5 separate regions of the Sus scrofa genome follow, and all the other regions are linked to region 1. A link is a contact called in public HiChIP or PLAC-seq data. All regions are on one chromosome and are shown on one strand. The core of a region is the stretch at or near the end of the contact, and the rest is flanking DNA. Distances in the headings are between cores, read along the strand shown. Region 1 has its middle 25 kb from the start of AFTPH. Region 2 has its middle 67 kb from the start of PELI1. Region 3 has its middle 100 kb from the start of PELI1. Region 4 has its middle 120 kb from the start of PELI1. Region 5 has its middle 110 kb from the start of LGALSL.

Evidence for each region. HiChIP or PLAC-seq counts read pairs in DNA pulled down with a chosen protein or histone mark.
Region 2: a contact with region 1 is called in an H3K27ac HiChIP or PLAC-seq map of alveolar macrophages. The contact joins two enhancer-like sites. A contact is called at or near these places in 1 of 47 Hi-C or Micro-C datasets (embryonic fibroblasts) and 2 of 2 datasets of contacts at active chromatin or transcription factors (alveolar macrophages and skeletal muscle).
Region 3: a contact with region 1 is called in an H3K27ac HiChIP or PLAC-seq map of alveolar macrophages. The contact joins two enhancer-like sites. A contact is called at or near these places in 1 of 47 Hi-C or Micro-C datasets (embryonic fibroblasts) and 1 of 2 datasets of contacts at active chromatin or transcription factors (alveolar macrophages).
Region 4: an H3K27ac HiChIP or PLAC-seq map of skeletal muscle shows a contact between it and region 1, with 4 times the contacts expected there. The contact joins two enhancer-like sites. A contact is called at or near these places in 2 of 2 datasets of contacts at active chromatin or transcription factors (alveolar macrophages and skeletal muscle).
Region 5: an H3K27ac HiChIP or PLAC-seq map of skeletal muscle shows a contact between it and region 1. The contact joins two enhancer-like sites. A contact is called at or near these places in 9 of 47 Hi-C or Micro-C datasets (adipocytes, blood, fibroblasts and 5 more) and 2 of 2 datasets of contacts at active chromatin or transcription factors (alveolar macrophages and skeletal muscle).

Annotation. Positions count from the first base shown.
Region 1 is chr3:77,445,922-77,449,110 of Sscrofa11.1, forward strand. No RefSeq gene overlaps it. Among named protein-coding and RNA genes, the nearest start is that of AFTPH, 25 kb to the left of the region's middle. Within about 2 kb of position 1,505, at least 46 of the 83 cell types and tissues checked have an H3K27ac peak or open chromatin away from gene starts, as enhancers often do. A contact at or near this core is called in alveolar macrophages, retroperitoneal adipose tissue, skeletal muscle and 1 more, where this site is marked.
Region 2 is chr3:77,672,084-77,675,272 of Sscrofa11.1, forward strand. No RefSeq gene overlaps it. Among named protein-coding and RNA genes, the nearest start is that of PELI1, 67 kb to the right of the region's middle. Within about 2 kb of position 1,563, at least 7 of the 83 cell types and tissues checked have an H3K27ac peak or open chromatin away from gene starts, as enhancers often do. A contact at or near this core is called in alveolar macrophages, where this site is marked.
Region 3 is chr3:77,638,610-77,641,798 of Sscrofa11.1, forward strand. No RefSeq gene overlaps it. Among named protein-coding and RNA genes, the nearest start is that of PELI1, 100 kb to the right of the region's middle. Within about 2 kb of position 1,627, at least 4 of the 83 cell types and tissues checked have an H3K27ac peak or open chromatin away from gene starts, as enhancers often do. A contact at or near this core is called in alveolar macrophages, where this site is marked.
Region 4 is chr3:77,614,278-77,617,466 of Sscrofa11.1, forward strand. No RefSeq gene overlaps it. Among named protein-coding and RNA genes, the nearest start is that of PELI1, 120 kb to the right of the region's middle. Within about 2 kb of position 1,599, at least 41 of the 83 cell types and tissues checked have an H3K27ac peak or open chromatin away from gene starts, as enhancers often do. A contact at or near this core is called in alveolar macrophages and skeletal muscle, where this site is marked.
Region 5 is chr3:77,589,461-77,592,649 of Sscrofa11.1, forward strand. No RefSeq gene overlaps it. Among named protein-coding and RNA genes, the nearest start is that of LGALSL, 110 kb to the left of the region's middle. Within about 2 kb of position 1,696, at least 5 of the 83 cell types and tissues checked have an H3K27ac peak or open chromatin away from gene starts, as enhancers often do. A contact at or near this core is called in retroperitoneal adipose tissue, skeletal muscle and subcutaneous adipose tissue, where this site is marked.

The DNA.
Region 1 (3,189 bases), core at 255-2,754:
AGTCTTTGAGAGAGAGCTGTGTCTTCAAGGTATAATCTCTTGGGGACCAAACCCCTCTGATGATGTTAACAAACATTCTCATATTAATAAAGATACTATTCTCCCCCCCCCTTTCTTGGTGTGACCTTGCCAGGGATCCAGCCTGAGCCACAATAGTAACAATGCCAAATCCTTAACCTCTAGGCCACCAAGGAACTCCTTTTCTCTTTCTCCTCCCCTCACCACCCTTCTAGAAAATCAGCATCTGGACATTTCGAGGAGAGGAAGGCAGAGCATCTCCTTCATTCCAACCTGCCAAAAAGACACTGGCACTTACCAGCAAAGACATCTATCTGTACCCCATGACCCCGCAGAGAGGGAATGTGTTTTCCTCTTTCTGGTGGCTTCCTACCTCTCTGTGATTGACAAGTAGTTACAGATCCTGGAGATTGATAAAAAACAAAACCAAATCCTGCTGTGATCCTTTCACAGCCGGGCCCTTCCTGTTTGGTCTCTGAATGAGTTGCAGGCAGGACTATGGCAATCGCAAAGGAGAAGGCTGAAGGGAACATCAACGCCGCCCCCCCAAACCCCCCACCGCCCGCCCAAGACAAGACGAGGGATGGAGAGAGACCCATCCCGTGGGTCTACAGCTGCCGGTACTTCAGGCACCGGCGTGGGAGAGACATACCGGCGAAAGGAGAGAGCCCCCAAACCCAGAGCAGGTAGGTCTTAGGAACCCTGGGAGAGTCACCTTCCCTGGCCTCCCTTTTCCTCTGGTGTCATCTGGGAGGCACAGGGGAGAATCCCTGACAGGATTGTCTTGGGCAAACCACACGCCCTTGCGCCTCATTGTTCTTATTTGTAAAGGGAAGGGGTATGCAGTAGGTACCTCTGAAATGCTGTGGTTCTGAGGCTGATATGAGGCAGGAGAGACGAAGTCTCGCGAAGCCAAGCAATCTAGAAGCTTCTGGAAGTGGCTACGCTGCTCGCTCCCGACCAGTGGTTCTCGAACTTGAGGTGTATCAGAATTCCCTGGAGGGTTTGCTAAGGGGGGACTTAGCACTCCCAGAGTTGCCTTTCAGTAGCACTAGGGTAAGACCTGAGAATTCACCTTTCTAACAAGTTCCCAGGTGCTGCCCCTGCCGCTCGTCTGCGGCTCACCTGTCGAGCAAGCATCGCTGCTCTAGTCTACCTCCGCCCAGTGGAAGGAGGCTTCTGCGATGAAGGTCACCTAGGAGGAGCTTAGGAGTGCCCCCTTCAGGATGCGTACCTTTTCTTCCCACCTGCAGGGGGCAGCCTCGTTCTGCCTCAGCCTAGACGAAGGACCAGGATAACAAGGAAGGTAACTCCCGATTAAATACGCCCATTTCCTGAAAATTCTAGATAGACGCTAAAGTTACCCACGGGCCTGAGTCCGAGCCCTAGACAGGGGAGCTCTTTTACTCTGAGTTGTTCCCAGCCTGGGCTGGCGAGGGCTCTACTACCGAAAGTGGGCAGCTCTGCTGATGCCGGACTCCCGGGGCAGGGAGTGCGCTTCATTCGCCTGAAAGCTCACCCTGCTAGCAAAGTGCTGCCTCAGCGTCAGGGCCCAGGAAATGTTCCACGGAAGAACAAATTAATATTTGTTTGAAGATCTGTGCAAGAACTAGTGAGAGAGAAGGGCAGAAAATGATGGAATGAATTTTAAACATGGTCAGTCTAGCAGGAGACACTGACCACTGTTTCAGAAAACGAGAGCGTTTTCTGAAGCTGGGTGATTCTCCCTCGTGAAACAGCGCAGGGCCTCCCAAAAGCTGCAGCATTCGGCGGAGCAGAAGGCTGCAGGAGCAAAACCTGCCAGAAGGGGGCGCCTCGACATTTCCTCCTCGGAGTCAGCCCCAAGCAAGGCATCCGCCAGTCCTTCCATTATCTTAAAAAAAAAAAAAATTATACTGCAGGGTGCCTCAAACTTTTATTTAAAACAAGGTGAAAGTAAATAATCAATATAAAAAAAACCCCAAGCTGAACAAAAGCCTTCTATTTGTGCAGCAAACAGCCTATCAAGTCCAGAGGGAGGCAGTAACTGCCATTCAGAAGGAAGCTGCCTGGCCAATAGACTTGCCCAGTGTGGAGGAGGAAGACAATTTGGGGGCAAGGAAGAAGAAGCAGCAGAGGCTCTGACATGGGTAGAAGGTGTTTGGGGTGGGGAGAGAAGACTAGTCTGCTTGGAAAGGACTCCTCTTCCCTCTTCATCCTTCAGGCTGGGAGGTCTGATTAGGGCCTGAGGATGATCACAACAGTCAGAATATCTACCCTGGTGTGCTCAGTTTCCCACTACCGCAGATTTCTGCCCAAATTCCAGATATTTAGAACATATGAAAGTGGTATACGCCAGGCCCACTGTCAGTAGGAGAGGCCTCCTAGGTGGGTCTCTAAGGGTGGCTCTAGGCCTGTTCTGCCCCATTCCTACAGTCTCAGAGTTCCTCTAATGGCCATAGTGATCATGCCATGGGGCGAGATCTGCATGTAAGACCGGCCGTGGACGTGAGACAGAGCAACCTCACAGGATGCAGCTGGAGGTCAACTCACAACCAACCATTGCGGCAACAAGTGACCCTCGTTAGCAACATTATCTGTCCCCTGCACTTGTAGCAGGACACATCATGATGTGGCACTTTTCACTAAAGTGTTCCTCATGCTTTTTATCTCTCCTTTTTTGCAGAATGCTCCTCCTCCTATGTTGTTAGTCTGCTTTGGTGGTGTCATCATTCACAAAATCTCCTAAACAAGAAACTTTCTAGCTATTTATTTTTTATTTTTTTACTCTGTGCCACATTCAGCCAGCCAAGAAATCCTAATTATTCTATCTCTTAAATAATCTCTATCCTCTCTCCTCCACAGTCACTGGTTAGGATTCATCTGGATGGCTAGTCACCTCTGTTTTCTCTAATTCCATCCTCAGCACTGATTCCAATGCTCTGAAAGTCATATTTGATGATGAAGTTCTCTTGCTTAAAAACCATTGGTAGCCCCCTGAGGCCTACACAGGATGAGGACACATTGCTTTTGGGAACCAGGCTTGGTATAGCTAAACAAATGAGATGGGGACAATGATTGGGGGTAAGAGAGTTCCACTGAATTCCTTTCATGTAAGAGGCCACCCACTGTAATCCTGAAAGCCCCACTATGCCCTGGAGTTGAATCCCAATCAACACAAGGGATTGAACT
Region 2 (3,189 bases), core at 313-2,812, 230 kb after region 1:
TGACCAGGTCTATTTCCTCAGCTGGAAAACGGGTTCCCAGTTCCACTTGCTGCGGCAATAGCTTGAGAGGCTTCATCAAAGGATGTGTAACTTGCCTTTCAAATTATGATTGATGGGCCTATCCTTTTCATAGCCAGTTTCCATGGAAAGGAGATTCAAATCATATTTTCCATACCGCCGTGGTCTGTCCTTAATGGTGACTATTCAAGCCTGACTCAGTCCATTTACATTGAGAAAAGAAATAACAAAGCTTAGATCTCTTGCTTGTGACTGAATGGGGAATAGAAACAGGTATTTTTTAGTACCTGAAAAGTTCCACCCAAACCAAGCTTTGTTGCACAGGGTGTGCCAGCATTCAGGGCAACACCCTTCCTGCAGTCAGGGAACACAAGAGTGTGTACTCAAGTATTATTTGGTGACAAGAATAGAGCATTATTCTGAGTAATAAAGTGTTATTCAAATTCTACAAAAGTACATACATGCTGTAACATGGTGATTATTCTAAGAAAGAGTGTTTAATTTAGAAGTTACCTAACCTTTTGGGTTTCTATTTTTGATGACATTTGTAGTCTAAATTAGCAATAAACCTGTGTCTCTCAGGCTTTTCCATCAGACTCCAAACCTGATGCACAATTTTATTTTAGGATCAGCAGCCCATTTATGAGGGCTCAGTCTGTCTCAGAGATTTAAGGCCCATCTAGGCTCAGGTCATCTGCAGACAAAGAATGGAGAAGCAAAGGAATTAGTGCCGTTATCTTCATACAAAGCAGAAAAATGACAATATCACTATTGGACTGACATCCTAGAGTTCTGGGTAGGAGAGGAAGTCACAGAGTGGCTGATGTTTGCCAAGTGTTAGGACTTTGGCCTCTCCCAGTGTACTAACAAAATGCCCATAGCATAACATGGGTCCTAATACCAACAGGTGCTTGAAAAATTATTGCCAAAAATGAATTAATAAGTGGATTTGCAGAGCATCTAAAACTTAGTTAAGTACAACTAACCCTGGAATATTTTTTTTCCTCCGTCTTTACTTTTGTCCTGAGCCCTGAGGAGGTTAGGGGCAGGTATCAAGTCTTGTCAACTGACATTAGATTGATTGTTTTGTTGGTTCACATATGATCACAACAGTTAGATGGAATTATGGGTAATTTTCAATTGTCCAAACTTCCTATAATGTTATCATATTCCTCTACTACTTTTAATTTAAAAAATATAACACGAATTTCAAGCCCTAGTATTAAAAATTGAGTGACAAATTTTGATCTATCCAAAGTTACTTTAAGTAATAGAACTGCCATTATAAGTGACAAACAGTTGCTTTTTAAAAAATATAAATCAGTTATTTAATCATAATAACAGATACTATCTGTCATGTGCATAACACAGTTATAGCAAATCCACTTAAGGCTTCCCTGCAGTAGGGAAAAGGGCATGGGTGGAAACTAGAGAATAAAAGAGCCTTTATTTTAGGCCTTCCATTGAGAAAGACAGTGAGATGAATGACTTTATTTTAACCTCTGTACCCACTATGTGGTCACTTATTAATGACACTTACCAGAAAACACTCGTAAGCAACCTCAGAAATTTTGTCATTAGTACACGTAGTCTTCCTCATACTACTGAGAAAAGTACTTCATGAAATGTCTCAAAAAGGGAAGTTATTAAAATAAACATGTAACAGCTATGGTGGCCATCAGACCTAGACCAATGACGTCATTGCTTTTACCCACAAACCAACTTGCTGTCAGAAACCGTCCCACTTTCAGCTGAGAAACCAGGTCACATGAATTTAAGGCCCTTAACAGTTTAACCGTTCTATGAATACTATGAGGCCTGTCCAGAAGGAAACTGTGCATATGGCCATCCAAAGACAATATGGAATAAATACTGATGAGTTGTTTTGACCATGAACCCTGATAATTTTTCTTTTTTTTTTTTTAGGGCTGTACCTGTGGCATATGGAGGTTCCCAGGCTAGGGGTTGAAATCAGAGCTGCAGCTTTCAGCCTACACCACAGCTCACAGCAATGCCAGATCCTTAACCCACTAAGCAAGGCCAGGAATTGAACCACCATCCTCGTGGATATTAGTCAGGTTCATTACTGCTGAGCCACAACAGGAAGTCTCCCTGATAAGTCTAACTTTCAGCTAGATGCCTTTCTGTTGTCTTCCTAGCAGAAATACTCAGGTTATTTGAGTATTTAAAAGGAGGCTTACCGGGAGTTCCTGTCGTGGCTCAGTGGAATCAGAATCTGACTAGCATCCGTGAGGACACAGGTTCGATCCCTGATCTTGCTCAGTGGGTTAAGGATCTGGTGTTGGTATGGCTATGGCGTAGGCCAGCAGCTACAGCTCCAATTCGACCCCTAGCAGGAAACCTCCATATGCTGTGGGTGTAGCCCTAAAAGACGACCAAAAAAAAAAAAATGTTTACCAAAAAAGAAGGGATAGAAGGACAGAATGTGTTATTAAGTTCTTCAAGAGCAAAAGTTAAAGTGAATAAGCTGTTGTGAGTGCTTTTAGTATGTAAGTCTGTGAAGGAGTATGCTCATTTCTGTCATCAGAAAGTAAGAGATAAAAATCCCTTTAAAAATCACTGAATCAACATAGATGTGATCTTTATAGACATTTCTCATTTTTATCACTTCTGTCACTGAAGATTTGAATTTTCATTCACTTAAAAATATTTACTAATTTCCCATCAGGTGGCTGACACTGATCTGGTGCTTAGAATACATCGGTGAACAAAATAAACAGATCCCTGTCCTTATGGAGACTACATTATAGGTGGGAGACAGAAAATAATCCACAGACACAATAAATAAGTAATTTCAGTAGACATTAGAAGGGATAAATGTTATGGAAAATGGAAACATTAAACCAGGTTAAGATGATCAGGAGTGCTGGGTGTGGAGAAGGAAGGCAAGTCCAGTTTACACAGAGGGCAGGTGGCCCCATTAGGAAGGTGAAAAACTAGGGACCATGTGAGGAAGGTGAGGGGGTGAGCCATGTGGTTATCTGGGGAAAGCTTTCTGGGCTGAAGGTCTGGGGTGTTTGAGGAACAGCAAGGAAACCAGCCTGGCTGAGGGGGATGAGTCAAGGTGAAGTAAGCAGGAGCTGAGACCAGAGAGGTGATAGGGAAGCAGATCATTTGGGTTGTGTAGGCCTTTGCGGGAACTTGTATTAT
Region 3 (3,189 bases), core at 377-2,876, 190 kb after region 1:
TAGAGCAATCAAAATATGATTTTATTTGAAAATATGTTATACATACATTCCTGGGAATATATCTATGTATACTGAAGGATGATGGCTCATGAAAGGAAGTGTGAATTTGTGTAGTACTTTATATAATGTGGTTCTAAACTCTGAATAAAGAATCCCATTCCATATAGAGAAGTTTTCATGCTTCCTATTAACAACTTGTGTTTAGAATAAATACATATTATGAATAGAACCACCTCTAGTAAGCAATTAATAAACATTCTTGGGTTATATATTGACATAAATATATTTTTAAACCTTAAGAGGAGACAAAGTATTAACAAGGTCAAGGTTACCCCATTTCCTCTTGATAACCTTGGTGGGCATCCTTTCAGCTGCCTTTTTAACACTTTCTAGCATCATCTCTATAACTTGCCTATGTGATTTTTCAGGTAGCAGCTGTGTGATCAAGTAGTTGTATGCATGTGCATGTGCACATGTGCACACACACGCAATGCTTCTAGGAACAAAAGCTGGCCCATAACATTAGCTCAAGTCAATAGAAAATAAAATGCTTTTCTTTCTTCCTTTTTTTTTTTTTTAAAGCTTAGTGCAGGCACCCTTCTTAGGGGCATGCTGTCAGTCCAGGCTTTTGTCCTGGCTGGCTCCTGATTTTTTAATGCAAGCTGAAAGTGCCACTCCTACAAACACACTCCTTGGAGCCCACTTTGGCTTGCTGCCACCTGCCCTTGCAGGATTAAGAAGCATGGATCCATTGCTATTATAGAGTCTGAAGCAGAGCCAAGAAGAAATCTCAAAGGACCCTCTCTCTAGACATATTCGAGTAGAATAAAAATGAGATACAAATGATGGCACGGTGCCTCTGGCACTCTGGGGGCAAAGTGGGGGCTGTGTTGTAGGTTAGGAGGATATTCCGGTTCTTGGGAGAAAAATTAAATTAAAACATGTTGTTGTTTTATGTATTTATTTATTTTTGGCCACACCCAAGGCATGCAGAATATCCCAGGCCAGGGATTGAACCCACACCACTGCAGTAACAGAGCCACAGGAGTGACACGGATCTTTAACCCACTGAGCCACAAGGGAACTCCCAAACATGTTATTCTTTAGCTATGAATTTCCTTCAGACCTCTTATCAACAGGGTGGATCTTTTTGTTGTTTATCCTCAGAGAGCAAATTGGAATTCCTTAAAGCAAACATACACATTCAGGGTTGTGCCGGGCAGAGTTGAGACGTGTCTCCATGACTTTTTATTTTCCCAGAATCCCCATCCTGCTAATAGTTAACAGAGAAAGCAATCGAAAGCACTCATTTATGCTAAAGTGTTAGACTTGATGTGCTACTTCTCCCAGAGGTACCTACACTCCAGAGATAGCTGCTTTCCAGAAGCTTGTGCAGAGCAAACAATATTTAACCTAAAAGAGTATACAGAACTAATGTTAGAAGTTCAGTGCTTTTAAATCACCCTTTCCAGAAAACCATCTATTAATGCAAGAGTGGATCTAAATATATCTGTCTGATGCGGTGACAGGGGGGAAAAAAAGAGGAATGTCATACATAACAAACCTAGAAGGATAAGTCATGACTTCCGCTATTTTTCCTTCCTGCTTCCCTTACCAATCATTTTAGCCCTCATAATGGTTCCAGCACCTTCACACCTCCAATGCCTCTGCCTTCATGACTAAACCAGTTCTGAAGACTCAGCAAAGCATGTCACATGTTTTATTAGTAAAGATAAAGTCAGTGCTGAGTTCAGTGCAAAATGAAATTAGGGGTCACAACCAATGCCACGGAGTAGAACAAAATGGGAAAAAGTTCAGAGGAGAAATGTCAGACCACATAAGAGCTACACAAGTAGCCTGCAAAGCTGTGGGAATCACTAATGTTTTTATGCGAAAGAAGGATATTTAAGCTAATGATGCTTGATTGTTTTTCCCTTTTATTCTAAGAGTAGGAAGTGAAAAAAAAAATCCACTTGATTGTATCAGGATCAGAGAATGTACCAGGTATTTGCTGACCAACAGCCTCTCTGTGCCTCTATCATCCCTTCAACCCCCATGCATTATTGTCATTTATTATGCTTTGGATCCAGCACAAGCAATTATACCTCAGTGTGGTGCCAGGGACGGGAGGAGTGGTCCACCCAGGGGCAGGCCACCCAAGGGTCCCTGGCCTGGAAAAGACCTAAAAACTAATAAAACCAGCTAGAAATCCAGTCTGCTTCCTATTATCACCATGGCAAGCAATTCTAAACAATGCCGGTAAAAAAATGCTCACCGCTCACCAGAAAAAAAAAAAAAATGCTGCAATTGCTGTTGAGTTTTAACAGTATAAATGTAAGCTGCAGTTTAACACATTTTCTATTGCTTCTTCTTTAGTAAACATATTCTGTGTTAAAGTTGATTCAGAGAATTAACTCTGCATTTATTTTGAGAGTAACTGCATAAGAAAGCTTGTTTTGAGCATACGTGATCAGCCTCTTTGGTCCTTCAGATTCCTTCAAATTCAATTCAAACAATTGATTCAAAATCAACAGTCATAGCACAATGATGGTAGAGACAAACAGAACTTGAGTTACTTCAATTCTGTCATTCTGTGTGACCACATGGAGTTTTTATTGTGTTTAAAGTTTCTGGCATTTATTGTCAAATGGGATTTTTATGCATCTCTGCCAAATGTATCCTTATGTTGAAAACTCTTCCTATTTATTTAAACTGTTACTTCAGGTGAAAGAGAGCTTCTGAAATTAAAATTAATGAAAAATGTTCTTTGATCAAAGATGGATCAACACATCATGAATATGGGAAGAAAAAGGAGTTTGACAAAGTCATTGACAAATGTGCAGAAGTTAATTGCAAAAACAGAAACTATAGCAATTGCTATTCATTACTATTAAAGATCAATAGGTAAGTCTAAGTTTTCATCTTTTTCTTCAAAAATACATTCATGAAATTGAAAGTATTATTCCATAACTCTTTTTCCTTTTTTTTAGATTATGACCTTTATTTTTATTTATTTATTTATTTATTTATTTAGTCTTTTTGCTATTTCTTTGGGCCGCTCCCGAGGCATGTGGAGGTTCCCAGGCTAGGGGTCAAATCGGAGCTGTAACCACCAGCCTACGCCAGAGCCACAGCAACATGGGATCTGAGCCACGTCTGCAACCTACACCACAGCTCATGGCAACGCCA
Region 4 (3,189 bases), core at 349-2,848, 170 kb after region 1:
GGACCAGCGTGGGCTAAACATCTGAGGATCCTTGGGGATCTTCACACCACCCTAGAGGCATTAAAATCTCCATTAATGGCTGAGCTCAAATTTCCTGCCAGCCCAGTGGGCCAGAGATGTAGAATCAGATGTAAAGAAAGCAAATTAATGTGACATTGCTCAAGTCCCTGGATAATGGAATGAGATTCCTGCCTTCTCCATTAGCAGAAGAAAGATTTGTCCTATGACTTGAAAGTGTCTGAAAGACCCCAGAACCTTCCCACAAAGGGAGAACAGAGCAGCTAGGAAGGAGGTGTCCCTGGTCCTCTGGGGAACCTGATCAGCCTCTTCAAATCCACCACCAATGCTTGAAAAATAGCTCTCGCCTCCCTGGGGACCAGCAACCCCTCAGATGAAAGGTAGGATCAGTGGAGCGGGCCGTCACAGTAATCACTCTGGGGTGATTTGAGTGTTTCAGGGTATCTCTTGAGCAAAAATACCAACCTAAGCACTTAAACTTCCTCAATCATATCTTTATTCCTTCCAGTCCTGAGATTTTCAGACTTCAGTACACATATTCCTGGGAAAACATGAACCTAAGTGAGTGTATTTAGTGCTTCTCAGGTGTGTTCAGTGAAAATACCTGGATCAGACTCACCTGGGGAACTTGATAAAAACATGTATTCCTGCACCCTGCCCCAGACCTACTGAATCCGTTCACTGGGAATGAGGAAGGGGGCAGGGTATCTGCATTTTTAACAGGGGTCCAGGTCATTCTAATAATCCTCTCAATTCTGAGACCTTCTGGAGTGGAATTGGGGGAAGGGCAACAATCTGGCAATAATCATGTAGGGCAGGAGTCACTGTCCCCAGGGGTCAGACCACAAGCCTCAAGGGTCTACGTGACGCCCACATGGTGTGAAGAGTCTGTGCATATAAGCTGATGTGTATTTTCCATGGAAGAGAGGTCCTAACCCCATCAGGCCTCTCAAGCCTTGCTCTTCAAAACAGCATCCATGTCGGCATCACCCTGCAACTTGTTAGGAATGCTGACTCTCAGGCCCCACCCCAGCACTGTGGACTCAGAATTTGCATTTTAACACAATCTCTTGATGATTCTCTTGCATGTTATTGAAGTTTGACAAGCCCTCGTCTGAGGCGAGTGGGGACACTGAAAGGCTTTGTGTGTTGTAGCAGATGTTCTCTCCGGGCTCTTGCAGTCCGGGAGCCCAAGTCTGCTCCTCTGTGTGGTTCTGTGACTCAGCCAGCCCAGGCCTCCCGCCAGGCAGCCAGGACCATCCCCTGTCCCTATGCTTCAGACTCTCCATCACAAAGGCGAGGTCAGCGTGGGGCTGCCGTGTCTCCCTGGCTCGCCTGCCCAGGCAGCTGGGAGTGGTGCCCATCTGCTCCTGTGGCAGGTTCAGGCGGCTGCAGGGGCGGTCCCCCTTGGAGTGGCAGAGTTGAGAGGTGGTAAGAGAAATGAGTGCAATTGTACCCCACCCCTTTGGTTGCAGGCTGTGTGGGTGAGAGAAAGAAAGGGGATGCTAGGATGGCACCCCATAGCCCTTCCCCTGCAGGCTCCCGCTGAGTTTACTCCTTCTTAAGCTGGTCCTGGCTGCCCTCCCACTGCTCAGCACTCGCCCACACCATCCTTCCTCTTCAAAGACGCCTGCCAGAAGACTCTTACTTTGCTCCAATATGTGGTTGGCCAGGGGCCAGGGTCTGGCTGCCGACAGACTGACTAACCACTTAGCCAGCGATGGCGTCCCCCTCCAGGAGCAGCAGCTGACCTCGCCTCTCCACCCTGTGGGCATGGCATGGGCTGCCCTTGGCCATGGCCTTCAAAGACTTGGCTCCATTCTCTGTGTCACCACCTTCCTACCTGCTTGCTCCCTTCCTCTTCTTTCTTTATTCTTCTCTAATTCCTTCTGCTATTATTTCTCCCTATCCCCCTTCAATCCATTGTCGTCATGTACACATGGATATGCTTCAGTATCGCCCAGAGCTACCTCCTCCACCCCACATACCTTTCTAGCCACTGCCCTAGTTTTCTCCCTGCCAGCAGTAAAACGTCTTAGAACAATAGTCCTTATGTATTATTTCTCACTCCTCCTTTCCAGTTGTTATTTCCTCACTGCAACTTGCCTTCAGTCCACACTGCTTCACCCAAACTGCTCTTACAAAGGACCCCATGCCCACCACGATATAAATCCAGTAGTCACTTCAGTCTTTCCATCCTACTTCTCAGCAGAATTTGATACAGTGTCACTCCCTCAGTCCTTGTCTCCCCTTACATCCCAGACTGTTTTCTTCCCAGCTCCTTCTTGGCGGCTTGAGCCAGCTTCCTCTTCTATTTGACCCATAAATGTGTCATTCTGTCTGCACGCCCCTCCAGGCCCTCTTTTCTTTTTTTTTCTTTGCATTCTTTTTGTTTGTTTGGTTTTTGTTTTTAATTTAGGGCCCAAATGATTCCATTATAGAAAAGTAAAATCTTTTTTTTTTTTTTTTTTTCTAGAGCATCTTGGTGTGGGCTGAGATTCCTCCCTAAAGAACAAGCAAGCATAAATCTTAATTTCTAACCATAATAAGCACCTCTAAGGAAAAATTTTATTTGAGAGAGAGCCCAGTAAAGCACCTAATTCATAGCGATGTATACTGGGGACGGGGGTGGGGGGGGAAAGCCTCGCTGAGAAAGCTGACACCTGAAGGATGAATGGAAATTGGGCAGGTGCAAAACAAAACAAAACAAACCCCCCAAATCAGCAAAGACTAATGCTGATAACATCTACATCCCTACCTCCGACCCACACTTCTCTGTGCTCTGTTTCTTCTGTCTATTTCCATGGGTTCTAGCTCAGGTAAGTCAAACTTATTACATCCACTTCAGAAGTTTGGATTTCTTCACATGTATTTGTTTTCTTCCAGACTTCCCCTCTTTGAGTAAATGGCTTCATTTTCCACTTGTTGCTTAAGCCGAAACCTGAGAGTTCTTATTGACCCCTCACTTTACCTCACTCCTTAAATCCATCCCAGTGACAAGACCTGTTATTTCTACCACTAAAATATATTCAAGAAGCCGTCCCCTCACTCCGCTGTCACCAGCCTGGTTTGGGTCACCGTCTTCTGTCACCTGGATGACTGCAGTAGCCTCTCAACTGCTCTCCTAACCAACCACGCCCCATCCATTCTCCATGCTCCTGAACAGCCCAG
Region 5 (3,189 bases), core at 446-2,945, 140 kb after region 1:
TGGATTTCATGATTGGGTGGGCTGGGAAACTGGCAGGCAGATAAAAAGAAGTGTGGTGGGCTGGTGTACCCTCCTGGCTCTTCTCTGCAAAGCCGCTGTACTGAAATCTGTAAGAGTTTGTGTGAGGGTGTGGCTACCCCTTATTCTGACTTGCGTATGTATTCTACTTGATAATTCTATTGGTTGAGTGGATGGATGGACATATGAATAACAGCTTTACTCTCAGCAGGGCGTCTGGTGTGGCAGACACTGTCACTACTTTGCCTATATCATCTCTGTTTTCACTTCTGTATACCAAAGGCTGCTTATTTCACACCCCTGCCACCCTGTCTCTGTGAGCCTTTATTTGGCCGGGGAGCCAGAGGAGGAGGCTTACTGTCCTAGAAGCAGCCTTCAACCCATGGTAGATGGGGACATGATGGATAACGAGCCCAGCTTCCTTGTATCTCGCGTGAGATGACTGAGGCGTGTCTGCACATTGAGGTTAAACCTAGTTGTCTAGTTGTCCTTAGTGATCACTGTTTGATAACATCCTTTGCAATCTTTCTTGCCTTCACAGCTTCCCTTCTCCATTCCCCTTCCAGTGTTTCCTGGGATCCCCTTCCTAACGACCTGCTTGTCCTGGAATCCTTGTTTTAGAGCATACTTCCGTGGGAACCCAAACTAAAACATCCAATTCACTGATTGCTCCGACACATGATACACGACTGAACAGTCCCCAGGTGTCACCCTTAACCTTCTGTCTACTTCCTAAACATGAGAATAATCTAGTTGGAAGAAAAGTGACATTTAACCTGCACCTCTTTGGAATAGTATTAAACCCTGTCAAAGTGTAAAATCAGTAGATTTTATTGCCAAGACATGTGCATGGCCAACTTTCCCCACCTTCCATCTGTCAGTAACCCCCTCCCCCCCACCTCCACCCCTAACCAGAGGGACTCCCACAGCCTACTGGATCTCTGTTTGGTTTAAATTTTTATGTCGTGCATTATTTAACTCACATGTAATTGAAATAGTATTAAACTCTTTCTTGATTAATTCTCCCTGGAAATTCTCATCAACTATTTAATAGAAGTTCTGTTCTATTACCGAAGCTGATCAGATTCTTTTATTTAAGGACTGAAAGGAGGACGCATGTCAGACTCACAAGCCCATTTTCCTGGTCAGCCTTCTTTGATGATGTAATTTTTTTTTAAATCTCTGAGGGAGTCATGTTTGTTAAAGGAACAGTCCTTTTAACTTCCCTCTGATTACTGAGTTCCTAAATCTCTGCAGCTCCTCAGAAAACCTGCTATAGTTTCAAGCAACCCTTTAAAGTGGTAATTCTCTGCCCTAGGTGTGCATGGAAATTACCCAGGAGCTTTTATTTCCAGAGACTTTTGGGTCCCACTGTAGATCAGTCAAATGGCTGTGTCTGGGCAACAGTAGCTTTTTTGTCCAGGGGGCCCTGATGCGCAGCCAGAGCTGAGAGCCACTGATTTAAGAGGGCAGAGCTTCCAAAGCTATGAACACCAGTTGCCCCATGAGCTGCAGCTCTAGACAAAGCAGGAAGAGCTAAGCGTCACTGATGGTACCCCCAGGTGATAGCACACATCCTAATAATCCAGTCTCTGCATTTGTGGGCTGCTCCACCCTTCCCTCCAACCTCCACTCATGTTTTGCTCCCTGCACTTGAGCCAAGAGGCCTCAGGAAGCCTCTCATCAAGCCGCCCACACTCTAATGAGAAAACATCCACCATGCAATGCAATAACCTTTTGTTCCCATCACAGAGCAAAGAACTCTGCTCCCCAAGGAGATTTCGAATCAAGAATTTTATTTTCTTGTTTGAAAGTTTGTGCCGTTGAGCCTCATGCATTTTCATTTCTCATGCATTTCCATTTCCCTATCTTCCAATTTGGGAAATTTTTGTTCCTGGCTGAACCTCTGTGTATTTTCTCAGCCTTGGTGGATGTGGCTGCCTTTATCCCTGGGGTGTCATTCTAGAGAAGGAGTTCCTCCTGTTCCCAGAAACAAACAAAAAAAATCCAAAAAAGAAAAGAAAGAAAGAAAATGGAACCTATAAACTGGGACATCTGTCTACAAATGACCTCTATTAAGCCCGACCCTTGAGGAGCTTAGGGCCCTGCAGGACTTCTTTAAGCCTGATAATCCTCTCTTGTAAAACTTTAAGAAACCACAGTGAGTGACCATTTGGGACTCCACGCCAAATGGTAACATAATTTAATTAAGTAGGTCCATGAACTTTCTAAAGTGTCTGTAGATTTTGGTGTATACATGCATTTTTTCTGAGGAGACGATCTCAAATTCTCATACAGGTACGTGACCCCACGAAGTTTAAGAATTAGCAATTTCATGCTTCCTCCCTCTTTCCCAAGAGCCCAAACACAGATATTTGACATGAGGCACTAACGCTGACACTTTTACACACCCTTGGCTCCTCCCTCCTTGGCCTTCACCGTCCGGGGGCTCTGGACACAGCATATGAACTGCTGGTCTAGAGAAAGGGGCTCTAGGGTCCCACAGTACCCAGAAGCCAAGAGCCAAGAGGACAAAGTGACCTGGTTCTGAGGGCCCAGCAGTGCTTCAGAAGAAGATATGATGTGGGTTCTTTTTTAAATATAGATTATGTCGGAGGAGTTCCCATTGTGGCTCAGCGGAAACGAATCTGACTCTCATCCATGAGGACGCAGGTTCGATCCCTGGCCTCAGTAGTTTAAGGATCTGGCTGCAGACACGGCTCAGATCTGGTGTGGCTGTGGCTGTAGCTGTGGCGTAGGCTGGCAGCTACAGCTCTGATTCGACCCCTAGTTTGGGAACCTCCATATGCTGCGGGTATGGCCCTGAAAAGACAAAAAAAGAAAATTTTATTGGAGCATAGGTAGCTTACATTGTTGTATTAACCAAGTGAATCAGCCATACATTTACATATATATCCATTCTTTTTCAGATTCTTTCCCCATATAAGCTATCACAGGGTACTGAGTAGGCTTCCCTGAGCTGTATTGTTACAGATCGATTTTGTGTGTAGTGGTGTGTATATATGGCATGTGCTCTTAGGTGGCCTATGAGGTCCCCAGCAAACATTGTGCAGGATGAATGTACCTGCAGACCGAGGGCTGCGTTGCTTAGAGAGGATCATCTCCCTCTTCAGCAAGTATATGTGATTATTTTCTTTCCATGGATTCTTA